Regions from separate parts of the Lactuca sativa genome. Here region 1 is linked to region 2. The links are chromatin contacts, called in public Hi-C maps. All regions are on one chromosome and are shown on one strand. The core of a region is the stretch at or near the end of the contact, and the rest is flanking DNA. Distances in the headings are between cores, read along the strand shown. Region 1 holds the start of LOC111895259 (caffeoylshikimate esterase). Region 2 holds the start of LOC111895248.

Region 1 (6,757 bases), core at 1,982-4,481, 310 kb after region 2:
TCGGTCACTATCAAAATATAAGAACATTTTGCAGATATAATCAATATAAGGATTTTTTAATATATATATATATATATATATATATATATATATATATATATATATATATATATATATATATATATATATATATATATTATTTTTAATTTTTATAAGAGTATCTTATTATCGTAGTATATTCTTAATGTATCTTATTTTATTTCTCTACTATTATCTTACAATATATTAAAGTAAGATAATACAATTCGTTACATATTAAGATAATAAGATAATATAAAAAATTAAAATTATATATATATATATATATATATATATATATATATATATATATATATATATATATATATATATATATATATATATCAAAATTCTTATATTCTATTGGCGACCAATTTATCAAATAAAATAGTCAAAATTTAAATAATTATTAGTTTTAAAAAATTAAACGACTAAATTAATTATAAGACTGAATCATATATCTACTTTTAAAAAATTATAGTTGTTAGATTTCAAATCAATAATGAAATTGTTCACAAGTTATGGTTGTTAGATTTCAAATCAATCATGAAATTTTTTCAAAAGTTATAGTCGTACTTTTTAACATATACTAAAAAAATACATAAAGCCGTATTTTTTTTAGAAAAAAGTGGTACACATAGATGAGGTGTAAGCTTTTTTTTTACACTTTTTTTATTGTTATTATAAAAGTGGTACTTTTTAAGATATATGTTTAAGGACTTTTATCTTGGATGCCACTCAGTTTACGGAATAAATACAGGAGATAATTAAGAGGATTAAACATGAAATTGACAACTTTAGAACCTTCAAGATGATATTTGACTTTTCACATTTAATACATTCTATTTGACCATGAACTCTTTTCATCATTCATAGTAACGCGCATGTGACATTCTAGTTGACCACAAACATTGAAAAATCGTGCATAAATTATACTATTTTATAAGTAATATCTTAAAAAAATATGTAAAATAAAGTTACATTAAAACGAAATAATGAACTAATTGCAAACTACTAAGAATCATAAACAGTATTATAAATAGTATCTCTTGCGTGAACCAAATATAACGTGAGAACATTATATTTAATCCAGAGCATCATCAGTTCTAACTGGATATTCAATAAAATCTTATCAAAAAATAGAAGGTTTTATTTTTAGAAAGTATAACTGTCGTTAATATTAATCCTGAATCAATAACAGTGGAAGATTGTTCATATAAGATGCTTAATATTAGTTCTAATGTACTCTTATTATATTTAGTTTACAGAATAAATATGATTTTGCTACATGTCATCTTCTTTTTTATTTTGACACTTGTCATTTTCTAGATTTTTTTTGAATTATTTAATAATTACTTGTTATTTTTATAGTTTTTTTCTTTTTTATTCAAATCTCACCTATTAAATGTCACATCATATTAATTAATTTTATAAATATATTAATTAACATATATAATAATTTTTTATTTTTGAATTCCTCTTTTTATTAATATAGGAATTAACGTATATGTATATTAATGTAGATAGTATATTTCATTTGTGAATTCATATTAATTAATTATATTAGTATAGATTAATTATGACCAAATTATATAAATAGTCAATACGGTTTACCAAAAGGTCATAAACTCAATCGTTACTACTTTTTTTATGAATATGATCTTTGTGGTTAACAAATTTTTTTTTTAATAAACTCATGTAATAGACGGGTTTCATACCTAGTATATATATATATATATATATATATATATATATATATATATATATATATATATATATATATATATATATATATATATATATATATATATATATATATATATATATATATATATATGTCATTTTTGAATCAAAAAGATAGAAAAAGGTAGCACATACCTTACACATGGGTGCGATCAAGACTCCACCATCCCAATACTCTGGGTTCTTCCTATGTAATCGGAGAACCATTCCCCCTCCCATCGATTCTCCAAGCAATATTCTCATCTTTCTTTTATTTTCTTTCTTTTCTGAAAGAAATAAAAATTATCCATTAATTAACATATTTATTTAAAATATAAATATAAATTCAAAATAAAATAATCAGTGAAGTCGGTCAAGACGCACTATTTCTACTTTCGTAATCTTATATGTTCATAGGTATCCTATAAAACAAGAAAGCAATTCAAAACCCTTTTTCAACTCAATTTGATTGACTAGGTCAATATTGAACATTCAATATTTTGAGTTTAATTAAATAAACTAGAAGTGTAGAATTGTTTTAAAAAAAAGATAACAAAAGAACTTACCACAAACGCTTGTGAAAAAATCTGAACAATCGTTAACAAGATCATCAAAAGATGGGATATAACCCTGAAGCCCAGAAGATTTCCCATGTCCTTGATTATCAATCCCATAAACTGCAAATCCCGCCTTCACAAGCCTTAATGCAGCTCCTGTTTAGATTTGATTTGAATCCAATTAATATATAGAGGAGAGTAAGTCAAACGTGGTGAATTTCGAATTCAAAATCGATCAACACATCATTGATTTTGGAACTCGTAATGATTGTATTTTGATAGATTCTCTCCAAGTTTATTATGGCTATTGATTTTGAAGCATGAAGTAAGAAATCTCTACCGTAATATTGAGTTTAAGAAAAAAGTCAACTGACCTTTCATGGAGACACTGCATTCCATGGCGTAGCCATGGTTGAGAAAGATCAAAGCTTTTGGTTCAGTGTCAACAGGAAGCCATCGACACGTAAATATTTGCAATCCTTTCGAATTCACGATGTATTCCTGAAAATTATCACATCAAGATGACTTTAAATTAAACGTGTTCTTCAGTTCATGCATGTTCATAAACAATACCAGTAAACAGAGCACGTTAAAGAATCAAAATTATTGAATATTACCTCTTCGTATTTGAAATCTGAAGCTTCAGTCGCCTAATAATGATCAAACATCAAAATCCCATAACAGAAAAACTCAATATCATAAAAGACAAGAATTTATTGAAACAAAAAAATAGGAAATCTATGAACTGAGACGTACCATGGAACAGAGTGTTCTTGAAATCTTTATGAAGATCACAAGCTTTTGATTTTGATTGTTCCTGAGATTATGGAGATAGATAGATAGAAGAAGAAGTTTGTTGCAGTGGAATTGGAAAAAGGTTTATAAAGAATAAGGTAGAGATATTTTAGAATTTGAAAGGATGATGTGTTTGTGGAGTAAGAGACGTGATCTCTGCTTATAACGAGGAGTTGTTCGTGTACAGTTTATTCTCTTGTATTTTAGCAAGTGGGATTATTATTATTTAATTATTTACAATTTATTTACTTTTTATTATTTTATTATGGGTGTGTAAAAGGAAAATTCCATGAAGATTAGGTTGTTTTGCTGTTATTTGAATAAAATCGTTATAGCTAGGTATACATATAGTCATAAGATAATCTAATATTTAATTAATAATCGCTTTTTCATATCGATATTCTACTTATTTATTATATACTGATTATTTTTATTATAAATAACTAATAGTTAAAAATGTCAGGTATATCCTCATACCTTTGGAACTTCAAAATTCATATAAATCTAATTACAAAACCATATTCGTTCAAAACCTCACTCAAAAATGAGTGGACTCAAAATTATTAGGCAATATTAGGCTGCTAATATTAAGTATAGGTGTTCTAATTGGTTCATTTTTTGTCGGTTATAATAATTAAAGTTTGTGTAGTATATTAATTAAATTTGGTAGTATTCAATTTTGTAATTAAGTTTTCAATGCTTTAGGAGAAAAAAAGATGAGAGCAAAATAGTGAATCAAATGTACCTAATGATTAGACTATTGAGTTAGATGGTTAAAGAACGTGTTTTACCAAAAACAATACCTCTATTAAATACTGTTAATATCTAAAAGTGCATAGTTCAGTATAGTAATAGCAATAGCGGCGTATTGTTGGAATATTGGAGTATTTGTATACATATAACAAGAAGTTGTTATTGCTACCGTCATCATGCGAGCATATTAGATCATACAACTAAAACAAATAATAAACAGTTTAATGATGGTCATTTAATGTCACCATGTCATTTTAAGTAACTAGAACTAACATGTGAGCCAAAGAGTTTTATAATTTGTACTCTAATATATATGTACGAGGGTTGTGCGGAGTGCACGCATGTATAAGATCGAATTAGAAGCCGGTTCGACGACTAGTCGGGGGTCCGAGGGCAGTGCCCCCAGGTCCGGGGTTTCCAAAGGGGCAGCGCCCCTTTGGCGGGGTCTAGGGGCAACGCCCCTAGCGGGGTCCAAGGGGCAGAGCCCCTGGTTGGGGTCCCAAAACCTCACCGAATTTTACATATGGGAACATAGTGGAAAATTCAATTTCTTGAGGGTGATTATGGTAAAACTAACAAAACTCGTTAGTTTTGATAATCCTAAATCCTCATCAAACCCAGATTATCCTGACTTGCTTCCAAAGCAACTAATGACGACCCAACCCTACTAAAACCCTAATCTCATTTAATATATAAACGGCTCTTCCTTCTCAGAAGAGATACACGAATTTTAGCTCTCGTTTTCGTCATAACACTCTCATAGAATCTCTCTAGCCAATTGGCTTACGATTTCTGCGCCTAGAATCGTAAGTGTCCACTTGGATTATCATATGCTGAATTTATTGCAACCCAGACATAGGATAGAAATATCAGTTCGGAAAGTGTACTCAGAATCCAAGTTGACATCTAGATCTCCACCACAAACCCTAGTTTATCTAACACTTAATTGATCCCAAGCTGCTCGTAGCAAGGTCTCTACCTTCTATATAGGAAACAGGCACGGTCTGTGATAGGCCTTTGGCCCAATACCGACGGTAAAACCTAAAGCTCAATCTTTATAAGGCTAAGGGGAGTGGTACCACTCTTAGCACCTTGCCACATCATTTTTCTTTCTTAGCAACTAACTCTTAGCATCTGGTAGGGAGTGATGGTGTGTTAAATTAATAGGGTTTATTTTGAAGGAAAAAAAGAGAGAAAAAAATAGCTATGAACCAATCATAATCAACCAATACATCTTCTATATTTTCTTTCCTCTCGCTACTTGCTTGGTGACCAATTCTTAACACCTTCCTTGGCAAATCCAAAGGGTGGTGTTTGATATGTTAGCACTTTGTTTGGAGAAGGGGTGGCGAGTCCACTCCCTCAAGCCTGAGAGATATGTTACACCTATCTTGCCCCATTCCACTTCATGAAGTGGAGAGCTTCTGTAAGGTTTGGAGAAGGGAAAATGTCATTGTAGCCACCGATCTTACACATTTTGGTTTAAAACAATCCTATTGTTTTTTTTTTTAATTCTATGGGTATAAATTCACATTTTACATGCTTTTAAGGTCATTTTCTAGAAAGTGAAGGGGTCACCCGATGACCCCCTTCATAATCAGCCGGTTTTATTGTACATGTCATTAAAAAATGACAGCTCATATGTCAAATCAGATGTCACTTAATGTATCATTAAATGAGGTACGTAACCCTTCTTCTAGAAGCTACATCCTTCTGTAGTCGCTTTCTTCTGCCCCTTTCTTCTATTTTTTTTCTACTGTTCCTCGCAAAAACTCTTCATTCGGATTCTTGGTATGGCCGTTAAATGAAGATAGATCTTCATTTTACTGGTATGTTTATGAGGTACCCAGTGATCAATTACTCAGATGGAGCGGGGCAGAGGTTTGAGGATGTCGATTTTGCTAGAATGGACAATACCAAATGTATTGTTCCTTTAAAGATTCTCAAATAATACATGCGTTAATGTGTACTTTTTCATGCCCGATATTGAGTTCCCTGATGGATTAAGGATAATAGCAATTGAAAAAGACTACCAGGAGTTGATCGAAGTGGGGCATGCTTGTAGTTGTGTAATTTCTATGTACATGGATCATCTTGGTGTCAATGTCCATCAATGGATTCTTGATGAGAAAGCTGAAGTATGTACCCCCGAGGACAAGTTTTCTGGTATAGGTGAAGTAATAGAAGATTTGCATGCTGAGACAGAAATTGGCATTGAACTAGATGAAGTGCAAGTGCAAGGTAATATGGACAATAACATTGCAAATGTTGATTGCATTCCAATAAATAAGACCTTGAATGGTGCGTTTTTGAACTAGCCCTGCCCCAAGGAGCAGCCAACTCCAGACAGTCCACCTTATGAGGATCTATATGTTCAGATGGATAACAACAAACCAATACTTGAGGAGGTAACAACTTTTAATGAAATATTCATTGGAAAAAGCAAAAGCCTGTGTTAGGAATGAGATTTGAAAGTCCTAAACAGTTAAAACATATGTTATGTAATTATGTTATTGCTAAAGGTTATCAATTGTGCTACAAAAAATGACAGTAAGAGACTTTTAGTTAAATGTTGTTCAAGGCAGTGTCGGTTTCGACTGAAGTTTTCATGGATGAGTGAAGAAAACTCTTTCCATATTAAGTCTCTTATATATGAGCATAATTGTGCAAGAAAATTCAAAATGGGGTCAATTCATAACTATGCATGGATTGTTAGTTAAACAGAGGCATATTTATTGTAATTCTTCCAAACATGAGTATGCTAAATTGACTGAGTTGCATCATTCATCTGACATATGCAAAGAAAAAAATCCAAAGTTGCTTCCTTTCTTAGCTTATAAGAGAGAAAAGGTAGATGAAACTTCTTATGATTGTGAAAAGAAAATATCTAAGTATGATAAAGTACCTAATGA
Region 2 (7,165 bases), core at 279-2,778:
TAGTTTGTAGTCATCATTATACTATATTAGTAGTGGTCCCAATACCTGTGCATCTTTCTGTTTGGTATCTATGTGATGTATAAGATACATTGTTTTGGAGTTTGTAGTTTGTCAGTTTCTGTAGATGGGCCCCAACACCAACTCTTGTATTAGAAATCTGTGTAATTTTGAGATTTATGCATATTTCACTTCGTCTAGGATGTATATTGGACATGTGTTCCACCTGTGCTTATGTTGTCACTAGAATTTTATTTAAAAAAAATGGTAAACCGTATCATCTGAGTGGTCCAAGCTGTCTTAGGTTCACGTGAGAGGTCAATCAATGAATACTAACAATATTTTGTGTGTGTTAGGGTTAGAACCCTTGACCTCTTGTGCGGTATTCCACTCCTCAGCCACTACACTCCCATCTTAAGGACTTGTAAAATTTATTTAAAGAGTAAAAAGTTAAAGAAATAACATTCGGGTATTTTTGTCTTTTAACAAATAATTAAATTCCTTTCAATTTCTTGAATGATTCCTACGTAATTCAAGTCCTATTTGAATCTTGAATTCCAAAGACGGACACAAAATGAAATCTTCAATGGTTACAGTGTGGGTCTGATTTACATCTCAAATGATGTTTAGGGTATTATGAACAACTTAAAAGTTGCTAGAAGAATAACTTTAGATTTCAATCTATTGGTGGCATGTTTTTTGTCATACAAGATTCCACTATTGGATTAGATATTTACTTTATAAGTACTCAAACCCTCCCATCAAGAGTTCTTTCTTTTTAGTGGGGGCTGAGTTGGTGTTCTATAAAGTGTTGAATAAGAAGATATGTTTGCATATATTCATCCTTCTTGGACAGTTTGTGCTACTTGTAAGTTGTAATAAGACAAACCAATCACTTGACTGGAGTCCACAAAGAAAAACAGAAACTTCAAGAAACACCGGATGTGTACAAATGATGTTCCAAACCATAATATCTATGTAAAATTAATATAAAAAAAATATAAGGCTAGCTAGATAAAAATGAACCAGTGAAGTTATGATCTTAAAGAACCGAAAGAAGTCCAGATCATCAATGTCTTTTACTTGTCTTGTTTCCATCAACCAATCATGAAGCACCAAATCATCACATGGACAAATGGACGATCCTGTATGTCACCACATCAGCAGTAAGCTTGGTGCAGCATCCCTATGTATATTCACTAGAATCTGTGATCATGAATTGCCATATGTCACATTCTGATTTGCTAAAAGGTTTTGAGGACGATAAATTCATTGTCTTTTTATGGTAATGATGCTTTTTTTTTTTCCAAGTAGCATATTGGTGAATAGTCTTGAAACTTTAGAGAATGTCTAGGGTAGGTGGGACCCACTGGTCACGTGAAGGGGGGCTGCCACATTGGATTCCTACAAGACAGAAATGTTGAACTCCAAATCTCCTCTAAACCCTTCTCCACCAGTTATCATCTATCTCCCACATGGACTCCATGGCCCACCCCACCATCTCCTTCACCATTTTCATCTCTATATAACTTTCAAACGCATTTTCCTTGCTTCATGATCGCTAGCTCTCATCACTCTCTATACAACACAAAAATCCTTCACATATATACATGTCCATATTTGTATCACAAAACCAGTGAAAGTGATAATTAAGATGGATGACTCTTCAGCTTCATACATACACATGGTAACAACAACAATAACAACAAAAACATATGGTTCATAATTCATATGGAAAGTTTTATAGATGATCATAGTTAAAAGTTTAACTATATATATGCATGGTGTGATTTGTTTTAGGTGCAACATCTTATAGAAAAGTGTTTGATCTTCCGCATGAGCAAAGAAGAGTGCATGGAAGCCCTATCTAAACATGCAAACATCAAGCCGGTCATCACCTCAACCGGTTAGTTTCCTTTCCTTTCCTCTACCTCAAACTATATATATACAGATCATTCATATATGACCATGCATGCATGGCCATACACACATGATCAGCTAGAGCTAGACACAATCCCAATATATGTTGGAGTCTCCATTCTCTTCTTAAGAGTTATCTTTCGAAAAAAATCAAGAAATCTATATCTCCAACATGGTATCAAAATAAACATCTAGCACACATGTCATCATCTAATCAAAACCTATAGTCACATCGGTTAGACACAGTCCCCTCCTACTGCTTGTATATATGTTGGCGTCTCCCCTCTCTTCCTTATGGGCTCTTTTGGAAAGAAAATCAACAATTTAACATATCTAACATGATATCAAAGCCATCATTGAGCCTCCATGTTAGGGGTCATGTGTAAGTCCCACATCAACTAGCTAGACACACTCAAATCTACGTGTATAGATTATGTTGGAAACTCACTATTTGTTAAAGGACTCTTTTGGAAAGAAAATGGACAGTAGATCCGATCCATATATATATATATATATATATATATATATATATATATATATATATATATATATATATATATATATATATATATATATATATATATATATATATATAACCATGATCCTAACCGAAATTGTTAAATATGATCACATTATTATTAAAAGTGAAACAAAACCCTACACATAACATGCAGTGTGGAAGGAGTTAGAGAAAGAGAACAAGGAGTTCTTTGAGTCGTACTTGCAGTCTCAGTCATCAACAGGAGCAAGTCGACAGATGTCGGAATCAGAGACGAGCGAGTTGATTCAAAAAATGATATCTGATAACAAATCAAACAACTCAGACAAGGATGATGATGATGAGTAATTAAAATATGGCATAACATGGTGACTCATTAACGTCTAGCTACTTTTTCATGCCTCCCCTAATCTATGCATGTATGTATGTATGTATGTATGTATTATTATTGATCTTACCATCCTGAAACAAAAGGGAAATGACCAGATTGCCCGAGATGACATAAGGGTATTTCAGTAAATTCAGGTGGGGTTGGGTGGGGATATTGAATCTTAGTGGGAAGAAGTCACTTTATATGTGATGTCATGTGAGGATTGTCCTTATTGTGGTAGCTAGCTCTCCTGTTTATAATAATAAATGAAACTGAATATGTTGGTCCATTTCATATTCTTATTCTCGTTTTTTAATTGAAAGTTGTTAATTACTTGTACTCGAAATCAAGATTTATGGTTGGAACAAGAAGTATTTGGACCATGCCAGACTAAATGAGTGATTGGGGGTTCAAGAATAGATTGTAAATAACATATAAAATGGAAGTAATCATTTAATATATTGGCCAAACTAGATGTTTGATCTATATATTGTATGAGTTTATTTGAAAGAAAAATAAAATATAAATTTTTAAACATTTCAAAAGTGTGAATTTATAAGAAAAGTGAAAAATATTGAATTATTAAAATTAAAGGTTTTTTTTTTATTTTTTTATTTTTAAATTTAGACAAATAATTTAGATGAATAAACAAATGAAACTAATATGACTTTAATTTAGTAATTTTGAAATTAAAAGAAAGTCCATTAATGAAATTAATATGTATTTATTGTTATATTTTATTATTATATCCTACCTAATAAATGAAAATACTTTTGATACTTGTCATTTTTTCTTTCATTTTGATATATGTCATTTTCTAGAATTTTTAAAATTATTATTTTCCAGTTGTCATTTTTTAAGGATTTCAATTTTTTCTTAAAATAAATTTCCAAAAAATTCTAATGGGTTATATATATATATATATATATATATATATATATATATATATATATATTTGAGACTTGTCATCTTTACTTTCATTTTGATATATATCATTTTCTAGAATTTTTAAAATTGTTATTTTCCACTTGTCATTTTTTAAAGATTTCAATTTTTTCTTAAAATAAATTTCCAAAAATTTCTAATGGGTTATATATATATATATATATATATATATATATATATATATATATATATATATATATATATATATATATATATATATATATATCATTCTGTTAATTTGATAATAAATTTTCATAAGTGATCCAAACAATTTGATTTCTTTTATAAATGTTACAAAAGATTACATTTTTTTTTTATAGAAAAGCATTATTGTATAGAATATTTAATGTTTATATTCATATTAAATTTTTATTTTTAATAAACCCGTGTGATACACGGATCTTATACCTAGTAAAATTTAATAAAATAGAAAAAACATAAAATAAGATGTGAAAAAAAATAAAATGAAAATAATAAGAAAGAAACCATTTATATTTTTAACTTTGAAATTTAAAAAAAAAACAACTTAACCCGTTAACCGTATAGGTTTCATGATAACTTTGATTAACCATAAAACTTTGAAGTCTATGAAAACCATTGAGTTTTGCGTTAACCATCCAAAGATTTTTTTCTCTTTAACAACCAAAACTTTTGATTTAAAAAAAAAAAAAAACTCCTTAACCGGATACAAAAGGTTTTTCCGATTATACTGACGATATAATGAATAATTTTGTTATACCATGACGGAAGATAACATTTAAACTTAGATACTAAAATCAATAGACGTAGGTTTGGATTTTGGGTATTTTGTTTAGTTTCTAATAAATTTATTCATAAAAAACATTACAATATCTTTTATGACCGATAAAAGTTTAAGTTTTAGACAATTCAAGACTCATAGTGTATTTAAGTATTTCAAGATGATTTGGATGTTTTGTTCAGCTATATCTAAAAAAATTATTCATCAAAAACAGTACAATATTTTTATGGCCGATAAAAGTTTAATATTTGTACAATTCAATATTCATAGTGTATTATTTTTCTTGAACTGGACTGTTAATGAGAAACGTATTTAAAGAATAAGCTAATAAAGCAACACTAAAAAAATGGTAAACCACATTATATAAGCAACCAATGTCAACTTATCCTTATAACCAAATTTTAATATTGTTTTCAATATTAAAATTTGAAGAAAATATTAGATTTTTCACAATAAAGAGAAACGTAAAAACTTTCAGATTAACATAAGTGGAACCATTTGTGATACAATGTCATCAACGTTAGCATACATAGAACATTTTGCCTCATTATTAGAAATATAGATAGAACTTAATCTCTGTTGTCCTCCATCAAAAACACCGTAAACAACAACAAAATAAAAATAAAAGAATTTTGAGTTAAAACGAAAGTTGGTCTAATCAAAAAGTTTATCAAATGTACGTCTTTGAAAGAAAAAAACATGTTTTTAAACATATTTTCTAATACCGGAAGGTTTTCAATAAGCCTTCTAAATGGCCAAAATGAAAAAAAAAAAACCGGAAAAAAGTTTAGTTTTAAAATAAAAGAAATCCTAAAATGTTAGGTCTTCTGTAATATTAACCTTAATATCAATAGAAATAGACTTCGACTATGGATGTGTTCGACAAAAATAACTGGTAGCGGGTAGCTTGTAGTGGGTAACGAGTAACTTCTAATCGGCAATGCTTTGTTAAATGCTTCATGAAGTAGTATTAAGATTTGAAACGTTTTGTTTAAACTAAACACTAGAAGCTTGTAGTGACAAACGATGCTTATTATTCAAAATGCTCCCATTTTGTTTTTCCAAATGTTTATAATTCTCTTTTTATTCATAGTTAATGTTAATTTGGCGACAACATAGTTTATGATTCTCTTTTTATTCATAGTTAATGTTAATTTGGCTCACTATGTTGTTGCCAACGTATTGAGTTTTTGGTGTTTAAAATATTTATTTTTCAACTTGATTATATTAATGTTATCATAATAAAATATTTTGGGTTTATTTTATGTTTGATATTTTGTTTAGTCATTTAGCTAAGTTAATTCTAGATACTTTTTTATTTATAGTTTTATAATTTACCATTTTTTTATATTTATAGGAAGAGATCATTAACATAATTACAATTAATAACTTAGTTAGCTTGTTTTTCATGTGGATGATAGTTTGCTTTGTTTTAATTGTTTTTACTGCCATGATAGATTGATAGTAGGCAAAAAACCTCAACTTTCGTTTAGGGTAGAGAATCTTTGAAACTATGGTTTGATTTTATGATTACCAATTTTATTAGTTGGTTATTTATTATATTAGCTTGATAAAGATCCTTCTGTGTTAAAGCTTAATTTTTTTTGTTTATTGTTGAGCACTGTTAGGGTGACATGACCATTCTATCTTGACTTGCTTAAATCATATGAACTCTATGACCATTAGGTTTATATGAATAGACTTTGATCATAAACTTAGGGTCAAATAGAGAATTTGGTAACTTTAATTTGTATATGTGTAATGACATTAACATATTAAACTAGTGTTATGACCACTAATGACAATTTACAATTCAAGTCTGGTATAAATCGAACTAAAAGCTGGTTTGTTTAATTATTTGTTCACTTGATCACTGAGCTGGTAGTTATAATAAATCATAGGATAAAGAATATGACCATTATTACCTGTCACATAGGAACTGGTAACCAATGAAATTAAATCCATTGCACTATCATATGAATCAACCATAGTGAATTAGCTAATCGAACCTAAACAAAAGTTCTCTTTAGTTATTGTTTTCTAGAATCACTTTTCTGCATTCCTTAGTCAGTTTTATTTTATTTAATTAATTAAAGTTTTAAGTTTTCTGAGATTACAAAATCAAAATCCTCCCCTTTTTAATTTGTTTATTTAGTTATAGGTAATTTATTAAGAATCATTCGCGTCCCACAAATGTTCGACAATCCATACTTACTAAATCCAGATTGCAAAATGAATAGGTACACTTGGCTAATTATGTAGTGATTTCAAAGAGAATAAGTGTAATATAAATATAAATTTGATATAATAAATTACCACATCAGAAAGGTTGTATGCCAAGTTCTCCAAGTGTGTGTTTTCGCTACATTAGGTTCAGGTTTTGGGACCTCATCAATCAGGATGATATCTTGGTCGATTTGGCCAAGATCAATGCAGTGATGTCATGGGAGGTTCCAAAGACTCCATATGACATTTAGAGTTTCCATGGGTTAGCTGGTTAATATTGGAGATTTTTTCAAGACTGCAATTCCTCTTACCCGCCTGACGAAGAAGAGCATTATGTTTTAATGGGGGGCCTGAGCAACAAACGACATTTGAGACTTTGAGTCAGAAGTTGTGTGAGGCACCAATGTTGACCCTTCCCGAGGGTGTTAAGGACTTTGTGGTTTACTGT

The links. A called contact is a pair of places that touch in the nucleus more often than the background predicts.
Region 1: a Hi-C map of seed shows a contact between it and region 2, with 7 times the contacts expected there. The contact joins the promoter of LOC111895259 here to the promoter of LOC111895248 in region 2. A contact is called at or near these places in 2 of 4 Hi-C or Micro-C datasets (leaf and seed).

Annotation. Positions count from the first base shown.
Region 1 is chr9:95,760,816-95,767,572 of Lsat_Salinas_v11, forward strand. LOC111895259 (caffeoylshikimate esterase) reads right to left here and starts at 3,232. Exons shown (of 8, transcript XM_023891348.3): 1 at 3,054-3,232; 2 at 2,915-2,947; 3 at 2,672-2,798; 4 at 2,307-2,453; 5 at 1,897-2,027. The coding sequence starts at 3,056.
Region 2 is chr9:95,454,381-95,461,545 of Lsat_Salinas_v11, forward strand. It overlaps LOC111895248, which reads left to right and starts at 1,529. Exons shown (of 3, transcript XM_023891338.3): 1 at 1,529-1,684; 2 at 1,798-1,903; 3 at 2,592-3,075. The coding sequence starts at 1,652. The coding sequence ends at 2,764.